Regions from separate parts of the Mus musculus genome. Here region 2 is linked to region 1. The links are chromatin contacts, called in public promoter capture Hi-C maps. All regions are on one chromosome and are shown on one strand. The core of a region is the stretch at or near the end of the contact, and the rest is flanking DNA. Distances in the headings are between cores, read along the strand shown. Region 1 holds the start of Bcas1os2 (breast carcinoma amplified sequence 1, opposite strand 2). Region 2 holds the start of Dpm1 (dolichol-phosphate (beta-D) mannosyltransferase 1).

Region 1 (6,239 bases), core at 2,186-4,685:
GCCTGTGTTCACATGATCATATCCACATGAAGACAAACACACAATTAAAAGACACATAATTAAAAAGAAAATAAATCTAAAAGATAATCTGATTATTATTCTGACTTTTTTTTTCTGAGACAGGGTTTCTATGTAGCTCTGGCTGTCCTGGAACTTGCTCTGTAAACCAGGTTGGCCTTTAACGCACAGAGATCCTCCTGCCTCTGCCTCCTAAGTGCTGAGATTGAAGGCCTGGGTCACCACTGCCTGGCTGTTATATAATTTCAGCAGGTGCTCTATCCCCAAGCTACATCCATACTTTACACCATTTGAAGCTTTAAAGCAGGGGAATTAATTACTAAGTTGCTCAGGGTGTCCTTGAACTCTCTCCCTCAGCCTGGTCCTGAACTTTCAAATCCTCTTGTTCTAGCTCCTCAAGTCTGTGTCACCAAGCCTGGTTTAATCTGGTTATTCACTTGAGAGCAAGAATGCCTTTGTTATTACATACTGAAGACTTGACTGTTCTACCTCGAGTCTGACTCTTTTTCAAAACCCACACCAGAAATATTCACATGCGAACCATCTAAGCAGGAAGTGGAAGAAGACAGCTACTGGCGTGTCTCATTTTATTTGGACTCTGGAGGCCACCTGAGGCTAGGAGTGCTCAGGCTTCTACAAGCACCCATGAGAGGACAAACCTCAGAGGACAGGGTGTCTACTTTCCTTCTCCCTCTAAGACGAAACAAAGCCTCTGTCATCTCCTGATGAGGACACATCACTTCTCAAGGACCTGAAAAATGGAGTTCTCAAACTGACGTTCGAGCCTCCAGATAAACAGGAGGAGGTTTCCCGCCCACTCAGTGCCACTAATGGCACTGCTGTCTTAGAACCACTAAAATTATTGGTATATCGTTGTCCCTTTGCAGGGTCCAGATGAACTAGACAGTCTACTGGATTTTTTCTTTAAATGTGTGTGTGTGTGTGTGTGCACATGCATGTACTTGCATGCACTATGTACAGTGTGTGTGTGTATGTGTGTGTATGTGTGTGTGCACATGCATGTACTTGCATGCACTATGTACAGTGTGGGTGTGTGTGGCATGTATGTGTGTGCAGAATGTGTAGTGTATCTGTGTGTGGTATGTATGTGTGGATTATGTGTATATGTATGTGTTTGTATGCATGCAGCATGTGTAGGGTATCTGTGTGTATGGCATGTGCGTATGTATGTGTGTGTAGTATGTGTAGTATATTTCTGTGTGTATGACGGATGTGTTTATGTATGTGTAGTGTATCTGCGTGTGTGGCATGTGTGTGTATATGTGCATGTATATACAGTATGTATGGTATGTGGCATGTGTGTGTGCATGTGTGTGCAGTATGCATCGTGTATGTGTGTGTGTGTGCACGAGCATGTCAGAGGACACCTTTCAGAGTCAGTTCTCTCCTTCCACCTGTTAAGGCAGGTCTCTCTTGCTTTGGGGGTCTTTGCTTGCTTTTGATTCTGTGCGGTGTCCTCCAGGCTACCTGGCCTATGAACTTCCAGGTAATTATGTCTTTGCCTCCCATTTTCCATAGGAGACCTGGGATTACAAATGTGTACCACGATATTCATCTTTTTGTATGGTCTGGGATTTAAACTCAGGTTGGCAGGGTGTCACGACCAGAATTTACCCACTGAGGGATCTCACTGGCCTGTCTTTTCCTTTTTGTATAAAGTAAGTTTACTGTGTTTCTAAGGTGAACCTTTGAAAGTTTGGGCACCAAAGTGCCCAGTATTGTGTGTAGATTTGGGGGTCCAATATAGGTATAAAAAATAAATGGAAAACATCATGATTTCTAATATTATATTCATAACATATGAAAACATATACTTTCATAATTATTAATAGAAGTAGAAATCTGAATTATGCTGTAGATTCATGTGCTATAAGCAAAATAATAGGATGGTGAATCCCTATCAACAGCTTGACAATAATGACAAGGAGCACCGCAGTTGGCTGAATCATGCAACTCCACTTCACCCCCTGAAAACGAATTCCTTTTGTGGTTATGTTTGCAACAAAGTAACAATTCACGTTAAATGAGGTCCTACAGATGGAGCTGATTTCATAGGCTTAGCGTCATTCTAGGAAGAGACACCAGGGGGCACTCTTCTTCCCTCGTTCCTCCTCTTTCCTCCCGTTTCCCCTGCAAGGTGGAAGGCAGCCATTTGCATGCAAGGGAGAGAACCTCGCCAATACTTTGCTTGTAGCCTTTCCAGCCAACAGAAACGTGTGAGAGAAATTCCTGTGGTTTGAGTCACTCACTGTATGGCGTTTCGCTCTGGCAGCCTACCCTGACATTAAATTGTTTATTGAGCCTCCACACCAGGAGTGTTCCTAGTGCTTGCCCAGTACTGATTCATCTAGGCAGGACGCTTGCTCTATGGAGTCTGCGTCCCCTACATCCTCCTAGGTAAGGGAACTGAGGGACTGGGAGATTGGCAATCTTTCCAAACAACTATAGCAAAAAAATCCATAAAAACAAGCAAACAGAAAAACCCTTTAAGCCAGGATCAGACCCAGTCCCTTTGAGTCTAAAACACAGGCTTTTAAGCACTTCTTTGTATTATTAAAGTTAACAAAAGAGCTCTGATATTTTTTATGGAAGTATCTATTTAAATTAAAAGAGTGCTGTATTATAAAATAGGGGGTTAGTAATGATGTTGAACAGCTAATTTTCCTCCCTCTGCCTCCTAAGTGCTGGGATTGCAGGCGTGTGCTACCATGCCTGGTTCTATGCAGTGCCAGGATGGAGCCCAGGGCTTCCCATGTGTGAGGCAAACCCTGTACGAAGAGGGCTGCGGGCCACCACCCAGCCCATGGTCTCATTTTTAAAGGAAGGCACCTGCACAGATGTCAAGCGTTCTGTTTGTCAATAGTAAAGAAAGCAAGGAGATGAGCATTGTTGATCTAATAAGTCTCTGTGCCAGACACCACAGAAGATGAGAGAAACCTAGAAGCACCTGCTTGCTCTACAATGTTCCAGACATGGGTGGGAAGGATCAGGAGAGACATGAGAATTGTTACAGCACCAAGAAGGGAGCAAACTCTATGACAGGGATGACCGCGGGGCACAGGAGCTCTTTGAGGAGGTGACATTTCTGCTAACACTGGAAGTCTGGGAAGAAACTTTCTACATGGAGAGAGAAGCGCTGAGGACTCGCCCCATACCATGTCTGTAGAGCCCAATACTGCTGGGTATACAGTGGGTGCTTAACCAGGCAATGTTTCACAAGTGGATATGAACTTCCAGGTCGCGAGGCTGAACCTGCCCGCAGGCTGAGTTCACGGTCACTTACTTGGCAGCTGGAGTCTTTCACGTTACTTTCTTCCGAGCGGGGGATCCCTTCGCTCGATCTCACTGACTACAACAACAAACAGACAGTATCCTTTCAGTAACCACAGCAACGGTGCACAGGTGCACGCACGACGACGATGACAATGACGACGGTGAACCCCCCTCATTTATCCTTGATATTTAGGATACAGACAGGAATGGAAAGGGGTCACTCGGAGAGCTGGGGCTGTGTCATCAGAGTCTGCTGAATTCAAGTATTAGCGTCCCGAAGGAACAACAATCAATCAAACAAATAAATGAAATAAAAATTATATATGAGCTAAATAGACATTTGCTCCTGTCTCCCCAGGAAAACACTTGTAAACCCAGCATTTAGGGGCGGGGGCAGTAGGACTATGAGATAGCCTAGGCTAAATGAGATCCTCTTTCAGAAGAAGGAGGGGAAGAAAGTAATGTTGGAAGGAAAAGGAGGTTAGAGATATGAGTGAATGAATGAATAAATGAATGAACTTGCCTGCTAACTTTTTTTTTTTTTTTTTTGCTACTTTTAGGCAGTGGAGGAGAGTTGAGTTAATGAGCACCCATCCTCCATCCTTTAGCGCCCCCTAGAGCCAGTGGCTTCCTCAACAGGGCGGTACCTAGTCAAATCTGCATCTTTGATTCCTTCAACCAGGTGAGCTAAGCAACCGGTTCCAAAGGTGTGGCCACAGGCCCAGAGGCACCAGACTCACCAGGGGACTCGTTAGAGAGATGTAAGTTCTTCACATCTGCTTAGATCCAGATCCACAGAATCAGAAACTCTGGGCCTGGGGCTCAGCCACCCGTGTTTAACAAGCTCCTCAGGGGGCTCTGAGCTGTGCTCTAACTGGCCACAAACTGTGCTGGTGCGCTCAAACTCCCACGTGACGTGAGGATGCGCGCTCATTGGTTAGTATCATCTCCTCCCAGCTGCTCAGGAAGCGGGGACTCCCAACTGCACCGCTATCAACTGGGATGTTCTCTTAGCAGACAGCACACACTCACAGAGCACAGCACAGCTCAGAACACTTCATCCTGATAACATGAGAGGCGGGTCGGGAGCTGGCCGGGTGGCTAAAGCACCTTCCATGCAAGCGGCAGGTGTGAAGACAGAGCCCAGACCCCAAGAGGCTGGGTGGGCATGGCGGCCATTTGTGATTCCAGTGCACTGGAGGAAGGTGGAAACAGGATTCCTGGCTAACATAGGCTAGTTGTATCTGAGAGCCCCTGGTTCAACCAAGAGACCACACCCTTAACACGTAAGGAAGACTCTCAACATCAGCCTCAGGTGCACATGTGCACAGGTACAGGCAAACATATATAAGCACACATACCAGACACGCACGACAAAGAAAACCTTACAGGAGCTCAAATGCATTCTGAGGGATTAGTGTTAGATGCTGCTCTTCAGTCTGAGAGATGACGCTCAAAGTGTCAGAGGAAAGGATCAGGAGGTGGGGCCTTACTGAAGGAAGTATGTCAGTGGGATGGGCTTTGAGGTTTCAAAAGCACAAGCCAATCCGTTTGTCTGTCTCTGTCTGTTTCTCTCTGTCTCTGTCTCTCTCACCCCCTCTCCCTTCCTGTGTCCTGTGGTTATGTATGGGGGCTCAGCTGCCTCTCCAGCACCATGCCTGTCTGTGTACCACCACGCTCCCCATCACAATGGTTACAGACTAACCATCTAACACACTGTGAGCCAGCTCCCGGTCAAGTGCTTCCCTTTATGGGTTGCCTTGGTCACGGTGTCTCTTCACCGCGAGAAACATTCCCCAGAATGCATTCGCCTCCTAAGCAGAGTCAACTGAACCTGGAACTCACCAACTTAGTTAGACTGGCTGACCAGTGAACTCCAGAGATCTGCTTGTTTCTGTCCCTCCGGTGCTGGGACTATAAGCATGTGTCACCTGGTCTTTTAAATATGGGCTCCAGGGGTGAAATTTAGGTCCTCACACTTGGAAGTCAAACAGTTTTCCAAACGAGCCACCCATCTCCCCCTACCCCCTGGGAAAATTTTCAGTTGCAAAATACAGACGTGTGGTGGCTTGTATGAGGATGTCCCCAAAGGCTCTGTTATTTGAATGCTTGGGCTCCAGTTGGTGACACTGTTTGGGGAGGCTTGGGAGGTGTGGCCTTGTTGGAGGAAGTCTGTCAATGGAGGCTTTGAGACTTTAAACGCTTTCATCATTGCCGTTTCTCTGCTTTCTCCTTTGAGTTCAAGGTGTGAGCTTGCTGGAGAGATAGCTCAGTGGTTAAAAGCACTGACTGTTCTTCTAAAAGTCCTGAGTTCAAGTCCCAGCAACCACATGATGGCTCACAACCATCTATAATGAGATTTGATGCCTCTTCTGATGCATCTGAAGACAGCTACAGTGTACTTACATATAATAATAAATAAATCTTTAAAAAAAGAGAAAGAAAGGTATGAGCTCGGAGCTTCCAGTTCCAACCCTATGCCTCTGCTTTGCCACAGCTCATTTTATCTCTCTGGAACTATAAGCCCGAGTAGACTTTCTTTTATACGTTGCTTTGGTCACGGTGTTTTATCACCACAATAGGAAAGCAACCACCACATGTATGAGCACAATAGCTTTTTAAGCCAAAACAACAGTGGATGCCAGGGACTGGTCTTTCTGCAGCTTCCTGACAGCGATCCTCTTTGGTGTCCTAAGAGAGCACTATTGAACTTGACGTGTTCTACAGCTGCTTCTCCAGTTCAGGGTTTGGATGTTTGTCCTTTCCCTCCGTCTCTTCGGTAGTCTTGGAGGAGGATTGGGTGGATTGGGTGGGATTGGGAATCACGCTGTTGACAGTGTGAGAGCAGAGCTTCAGCACCCACCCCACCTCCCACCCTCAGGAAGATGGCTGCCATTTTCATTCTTCCTAAGGAAAAACAGGAGAGT
Region 2 (6,239 bases), core at 1,019-3,518, 2.1 Mb before region 1:
GTATGACTAGGCATTCCTGTAATTCCTTCAGTCCTGGAGGTGGGGGTGGAGGTGGGGGTTTGAAACCCCTAAAATAACAGAAACTCAAGAATCCACCAGCCTAAGGGGACACTCTAGGCCGAGAGAGAACAGTTTTAAACAATCCAAAGTGGAGAGTGAATGAGCAAAGCACCAGATGTTCTCAGCCAGCTTTTGTTCCTGCATGCACCTTGTCCCCAAAACACAAGAGTAGCAGGGACAGTGACCAGCTTCCTTCTGACCCGCTAACTATGGGATAGGTACTTAATTTGGCCAAACACAAATTATGTTGATTTTGAAAAAGGTAATTCCATTTTGATTGGAGAACATCCACTGCAGGATGTAGCTCACTGGAGAGTTCCACCCTCCAGTATCCCCAAAATCACTCAATAAAAAGATAGCCCAGAACTTTAGAGGCTGAGGATGGAGGCTGGGGTGTTCCAGACCAGCCTGGTTACAAAGCGTGAGAGGGAGCAAGGAAGTAGAGTGCCAAGGTTAGGGACGGGGGTGTTGGACTCATAAATTAAACAGAGCAGAGACACTAGCATATAAAACTAGAGCTCATTAAAACATCTGGAAAAATCTGGCAGAGCCAATTTAAAGATAAAACCTGGGCTGGAGAGATGGCTCAGAGCACTAACTGCTCTTCTAGAGGTCCTGCGTTCAATTCCCAGCAACCACATGGTGGCTCACAGCCATTTGTAATGGGATCTGGTGTCCTCTTCTGGTGTGTCTGAAGAGAACTACAGTGTGCTCACACAAAATAAATAAATCTTAAAAAAATAAAAATAAAACATAAAGAAAAAGGATGCTCGCACCACACATCACAGGGCCACCATATAGAAACTGATTTTTATTCAGATGCAACCAAAACAGCAATCCTAAACCGGGTGGTGGTGGTGGTGGTGCACGCCTTTAATCTCAGCACCTGGAAGGCAGAGACCAGCATCTGAATTCCAGGCCAGTCAGGGCTACATAGTTTTGACCTTGCCTCAACCAATCAAACCATGCAGACTAAGGCTTTTACAAATCAGTACGGTAAGGTTGTGCTTTCTAGAAAGAGGAACTATGTACCAAGTATTTTGTTTTTCTGAGACAGAGGCTGCTAATATAGCCCTAGCTGCCCTCGGACTTGGTACAACTCGTTTGCAAACGTATCCCTTGTAGTGCATAGCTTGGGATCAAGTATTTTTTTCTTGCTATTAGAAAATATGGGCACAGCGTCCTCATTGTCGTTTGAGAAGCAAAAGCCAACCAACAAACAAAAAGCTCTGGAAACAATCTGTGTTCTTCTGACGCACTGTCTAAAACAGCGCACTGCTACGCCATCCTACTCCTGCAAAATCCCGTTCTGTAGGTTGACAGTAAAAGATCGCCCATGATCATCACAGCATGACACTCATCTGGCCGTAAAGTACTGACTCCGTCCTGCCACTGCCATCAGGAGGCATTTTATTTACTGTTTAGTTCGGAGACCTTTTTTTTTTTTTCTTAAATGCGTAACACTTTCACTATCAAAATTCTTGTTCCTAAGAGCTAGGGCTCTGCCTAACAAAGCGAAAGGCCCCGTGTTTTTCAAAACAACACACAAATAAGCCCGGGTTCCTAATCAAACTCGGCGAAGATGCTCGCTCCCTGCCAGCTCATCAGCAGTTCTCTGACAGCGCAAACAACAAGCTTACGTAAGCGCTCGGCCCCAAGGCGATGGGGAGAACGCTGGCTCGGGACTCCCGGCTCCGGCGGCGGATCCTGACCGCCCAGAGGTATGAGGTCATACCTCCTCGCCCCGAAGTCAAAAAGAAGTTAAGTTAGCCCTTTAGAGAGAACAGGCCGGGGACGCAGGCCAGCGCGATCTGTCAACAGATAGACACCGGACTCGCTAGAGACCTGAGCAGGAAGGAGAAAGACGCGGGGCTGTGCTCCTCGGTTCTCCCCGCTGGGGAAAGCCGCGAGCAGGCTCGGGAGGGAGCGGAGACCGGGCCTCCGGGGGTCTCCTCGCGCAGCCAACCGCCGACCTGCAGCCCGCGGCCGGCTCCCGGCCCCCGCGCGAGAAGCCCCTTCTACCTCTCGGAGAAGCTCTTCACCAGCAGCCACACGATGAGCGGCAGGTTCTCCCGTTCGTTGTAGGTGGGCAACAGCACCGAGTACTTGTCCTGTCGCGAGGAGCGGCCCTGCGGCGGCCGCGGAGACGCAGCAAGACTGCGACTCGCCCCCGTGGAAGCCATGACGGCTCTGCGAGAGGCGCCGGAAGCGGACTTACGTCATCCGACACGGGCCGTACCAAATCTCGGAGCATGGGGGAGGCTCGGCGCTCCGACGTCCCAGTGTGGTCCCCGGGAAACTTCCAGATATGGTGACCGTTTCAAGCCAATCGTGACGGCTTCCCCGGATAAAAACCCATTCGTTTCACTTTCAAGGGCCAGGAAGCGTCTTCGTTTTCCAGTCGCTAAGAGACAGGCAACCGGAAACGGAAGTCCCTTCCCGGCTCTTTCCGGAAGAGGCTGTCATGGCTGCCCCGGAGGACGTAGCTGCCTTACAGGCTGAAATCACCCGGCGGGAGGAAGAGCTAGCTTCGCTCAAGCGGAGGCTGGCCGCGGCCCTGACAGCCGAGCCGGAGCCCGAGCGTCCGCTCCGGGTCCCGCCGCCGCCGCTGGCGCCCCGGGCCGCGCTGTCGCGGGACGAGATCCTCCGCTACAGCCGCCAGCTACTGCTGCCGGAGCTGGGCGTGCGCGGGCAGCTGCGCCTGGCGGCGGCGGCGGTGCTCGTGGTGGGCTGCGGCGGGCTGGGCTGCCCGCTGGCGCAGTACCTGGCGGCGGCCGGCGTAGGCAGGCTGGGGCTGGTGGACCACGACGTGGTGGAGACGAGCAACCTGGCCCGCCAGGTCCTGCACGGGGAGGCGCAGGCCGGCGAGAGCAAGGCTCGCTCGGCGGCCGCGGCGCTGCGCCGTCTCAACTCGGCGGTGGAGTGCGTGGCGTACCCGCGCGCGCTCGCCGAGGACTGGGCGCTCGACCTGGTCCGCGGCTACGACGTGGTGGCAGACTGCTGCGACAACGTGCCCACGCGCTACCTGGTGAACGACGCGTGCGTGCTGGCCGGCCGGCCGCTAGTGTCGGCCAGCGCGCTGCGCTTCGAGGGCCAGATGACCGTCTACCACCACGACGGCGGGCCGTGCTACCGCTGCGTGTTCCCGCGGCCGCCCCCGCCGGAGACAGTGACCAACTGTGCAGACGGCGGCGTGCTCGGAGCGGTGCCCGGCGTGCTAGGCTGCGCGCAGGCCCTCGAGGTGCTCAAGATCGCCGCCGGCCTCGGCTCCTCCTACAGCGGCAGCATGCTGCTCTTCGACGGCCTCGGGGGCCACTTCCGCCGGATCCGGCTGCGGCGCCGCCGGCCTGACTGCGTCGTGTGCGGGCAGCAGCCCACCGTGACCCGCCTGCAGGACTACGAGGCCTTCTGCGGCTCCTCGGCCACCGACAAGTGCCGCGCCCTGAAGCTGCTGTGCCCCGAGGAGCGGATTTCTGTGACCGACTACAAGCGGCTTCTGGATTCCGGGGCGCCCCATGTGTTGCTGGACGTCCGGCCTCAAGTAGAGGTGGACATCTGTCGCCTGCCGCACTCTCTCCACATCCCTTTGAGTCAGTTGGAACGCAGGGATGCGGACAGCCTGAAACTCTTAGGGGCTGCCCTCCGGAAAGGGAAGCAGGAGTCGCAGGAAGGGGTTGCTCTCCCGGTGTATGTGATTTGCAAACTGGGAAACGACTCCCAGAAAGCTGTGAAGGTCCTGCAGTCCTTAACGGCAGTGCCGGAGTTAGACTCTTTAACTGTTCAGGACATCGTGGGGGGACTCATGGCCTGGGCCGCCAAAATTGATGGGACATTTCCACAGTACTGAGAGGACAGCATGTGATTCGTGTGGATGACGGTTGTGATACCTGAAGAATCTATTCGAGCTTTACAAAATAATGTAGGGAAGAGCCTGGATTCACGGTCTCCGAATAAATAAACGGAGACCTCCCCCCCCCCCCCCCCCAAGGAGCTTTTTGAGAAAAGAGGATAGCATTGCCTCTGAGAGCTACTTTTGGGCACTTGTGCAGCACCTTCAACATGTGACTTGGTACGACAGGATTTTTTGTTTCCCACCCGGTCAGATTAAACTGAGATTAAACAGTTAAGATGCAGCTTTTACAACTGAATTAATCACTTACATTCATCCTATTTTTAAATTAAGGTCTTCTTTGTGAGGTTGCAGAGATGGCTTAACTCGGGCTACCCCCCACCCCTACCCCATGGGGGCGGGACATCCTGGTTTGACTCCCAGAATTCATGAGTTGGCTCTGCAACTCCATTTCCATGGACATCATATGCTGTCTCCTCGACTCCTCCAGCTCCGGGCAGGGTCTTGGTGTACAGATATGCATGCAGTCAAAACATAAAGTTTTAAAATATAAGAAAAAACGTTTTTAAAAAGATATTGAGTCTTAATTCTACTTCAAATGATAGGCTATATATACCCCTTAAAAATACTTAACATGGGTAGCATTTTCATTATCTGGAAGTTGATTGTTGTAGAACCGATTGAGAGTTCAGAGTGCAGTCTTGACAGTTTAGCAACATGTGTCCATCAGCTTCCCTCAGAAGTTGCTAGCATTTTTCTTGTACTTAGCTCCAGTCTCTGCCTTCGGCTATACCAGTGGTTCTCAACCTCTTGGTCGAGACCCCATGGGGGTCAGATGGCCCCTTCACAAGGTTGCCTAAGATAATTGGAGAACAGATATTTAAATTATGATTCATAACAATAGTAAAATCACAGTTATGAAATAGCTATAAAAATAACTTTTGTGGTTGGGTGGGGGGTCACCATAACTTGAGGAACTATTAAAGGGCTGCAGCTTTAGGAAGGTTGAGAGCCACTGGCTTGTGCTCTGGCCGATAACACGTGGCATTGGTTTAACTACGTTGTGGGCCTGCTTTGGAATTTTCCAGTCCTAAGTTTCAGCCTTTTGCTCCATCCCTTTGTCTTTCTCTTTGACTCAGTGTACTCTATTGCAGCATTTTGTTTTGTTTTGTTTTTGTTTTTCGAGACAGGGTTTCTCTGTATAGCTCTGGCTGTCCTGGAACTCACTCTGTAGACCAGGCTGGCCTTGAACTCAGAAATCCGCCTGCCTCTGCTGGGATTAAAGGTGCTCTCGAAATCCGCCTGCCTCTGCTGGGATCAAAGGCCACCACGCCCAGCCAGCATTTTTTATGTAGGCATTTTTATGTTTATTTGCATAGTAAACAGTTTGACCAACCCTACTGGTGAAGGTCGGTCTTCCCAGCTATTTAACTGAGGCAGGAGGATCACAAGTTTAGGCCTGTGTGAGCTACAGAGTTAAATCCAAGGTCAGCCTGGCCAACTAAAGGAAACCCATATTAAAATCTAAAAAAGGGAGCTGGGTGTGTTGGTCAGTGGCAGAGCAGTTGCCTAGCAGCAGAAAGGCTTGGAATTCATCTCCAGTACCAGAAAACAGTTTGGTGAGCAGGTGGGCAACCCACCCTGCTTCCTGAAGACAGCAAAGCGCACAGTTGCCGAAAGGGTGTTGAGAATAGAGGCTGATGCATTCCCCTGAAAGAACAGTCAGTGCTAAGCCACCTCTCTGGACACAGGCCTTTGTTTCTTAAGAGAAGCAGAGACCATGGAAGCAGCTCAAGTAGCAGTGTCTGGCAATTTTTTAGAAAAAGCATAAAAACAGCTAGCCCTCTGCAGGCCAGAGTCACCAGTTTGCAAGCATTGAGAGGTAGGTGTGTGTGTGTGTGTGTAAAGCTAGGCCAGACATTACTTTCAGCTGTGAGACACTTTAACTCACTGAACAGGTGCACTGACCAGCATAGCGGGCTGATGAGCAGGGCTCTGGAGCAGGGGTGCTGTGACTATAACCGGGAATACCACACCTGCATGGCCTTGTGTCCTAGTCCTATATTTACTTTTGAAGCAGGGTCTTCTGTGCAGTCCAGGCCGGCTTTGAAATTCAGTGACAATCATTTGCCCCCATGACAGACCTCCCTGCTATTTGGATGAACTGGTGATTGCAAGTAATTTTTTAAAAGCAGTGTCAGAAACTACCTGGTAGACCAAGCAGAATGAAGGTGAAAGAACGGGACAGGAGGGTCACAAAGGTGTCTGGCAGTTTGCACTTGTGCTACTTCAGGTTGGATTCACAGTTAATTTTCTGGCAGCAGCAGGA

What was found. Promoter capture Hi-C pulls out the DNA fragments that hold promoters and counts their contacts.
Region 2: a contact with region 1 is called in a promoter capture Hi-C map of pre-B cells, with 2.7 times the contacts expected there. The contact joins the promoter of Dpm1 here to the promoter of Bcas1os2 in region 1. A contact is called at or near these places in 1 of 39 promoter capture datasets (pre-B cells) and 1 of 115 datasets of contacts at active chromatin or transcription factors (large pre-B cells).

The regions. Positions count from the first base shown.
Region 1 is chr2:170,352,926-170,359,164 of GRCm38.p6, forward strand. Bcas1os2 (breast carcinoma amplified sequence 1, opposite strand 2) reads left to right here and starts at 3,436. Exons shown (of 8, transcript NR_040610.1): 1 at 3,436-3,473; 2 at 3,873-3,994. It overlaps Bcas1 (breast carcinoma amplified sequence 1), which reads right to left. Exons shown (of 13, transcript NM_029815.2): 11 at 3,323-3,388.
Region 2 is chr2:168,228,111-168,234,349 of GRCm38.p6, forward strand. Dpm1 (dolichol-phosphate (beta-D) mannosyltransferase 1) reads right to left here and starts at 2,269. Exons shown (of 9, transcript NM_010072.4): 1 at 2,083-2,269. The coding sequence starts at 2,243. It overlaps Mocs3 (molybdenum cofactor synthesis 3), which reads left to right and starts at 2,512. Exons shown (of 1, transcript NM_001160330.1): 1 at 2,512-4,193. The coding sequence starts at 2,525. The coding sequence ends at 3,907. It overlaps Gm20716 (predicted gene 20716), which reads right to left and starts at 2,269. Exons shown (of 12, transcript NR_132310.1): 1 at 2,083-2,269.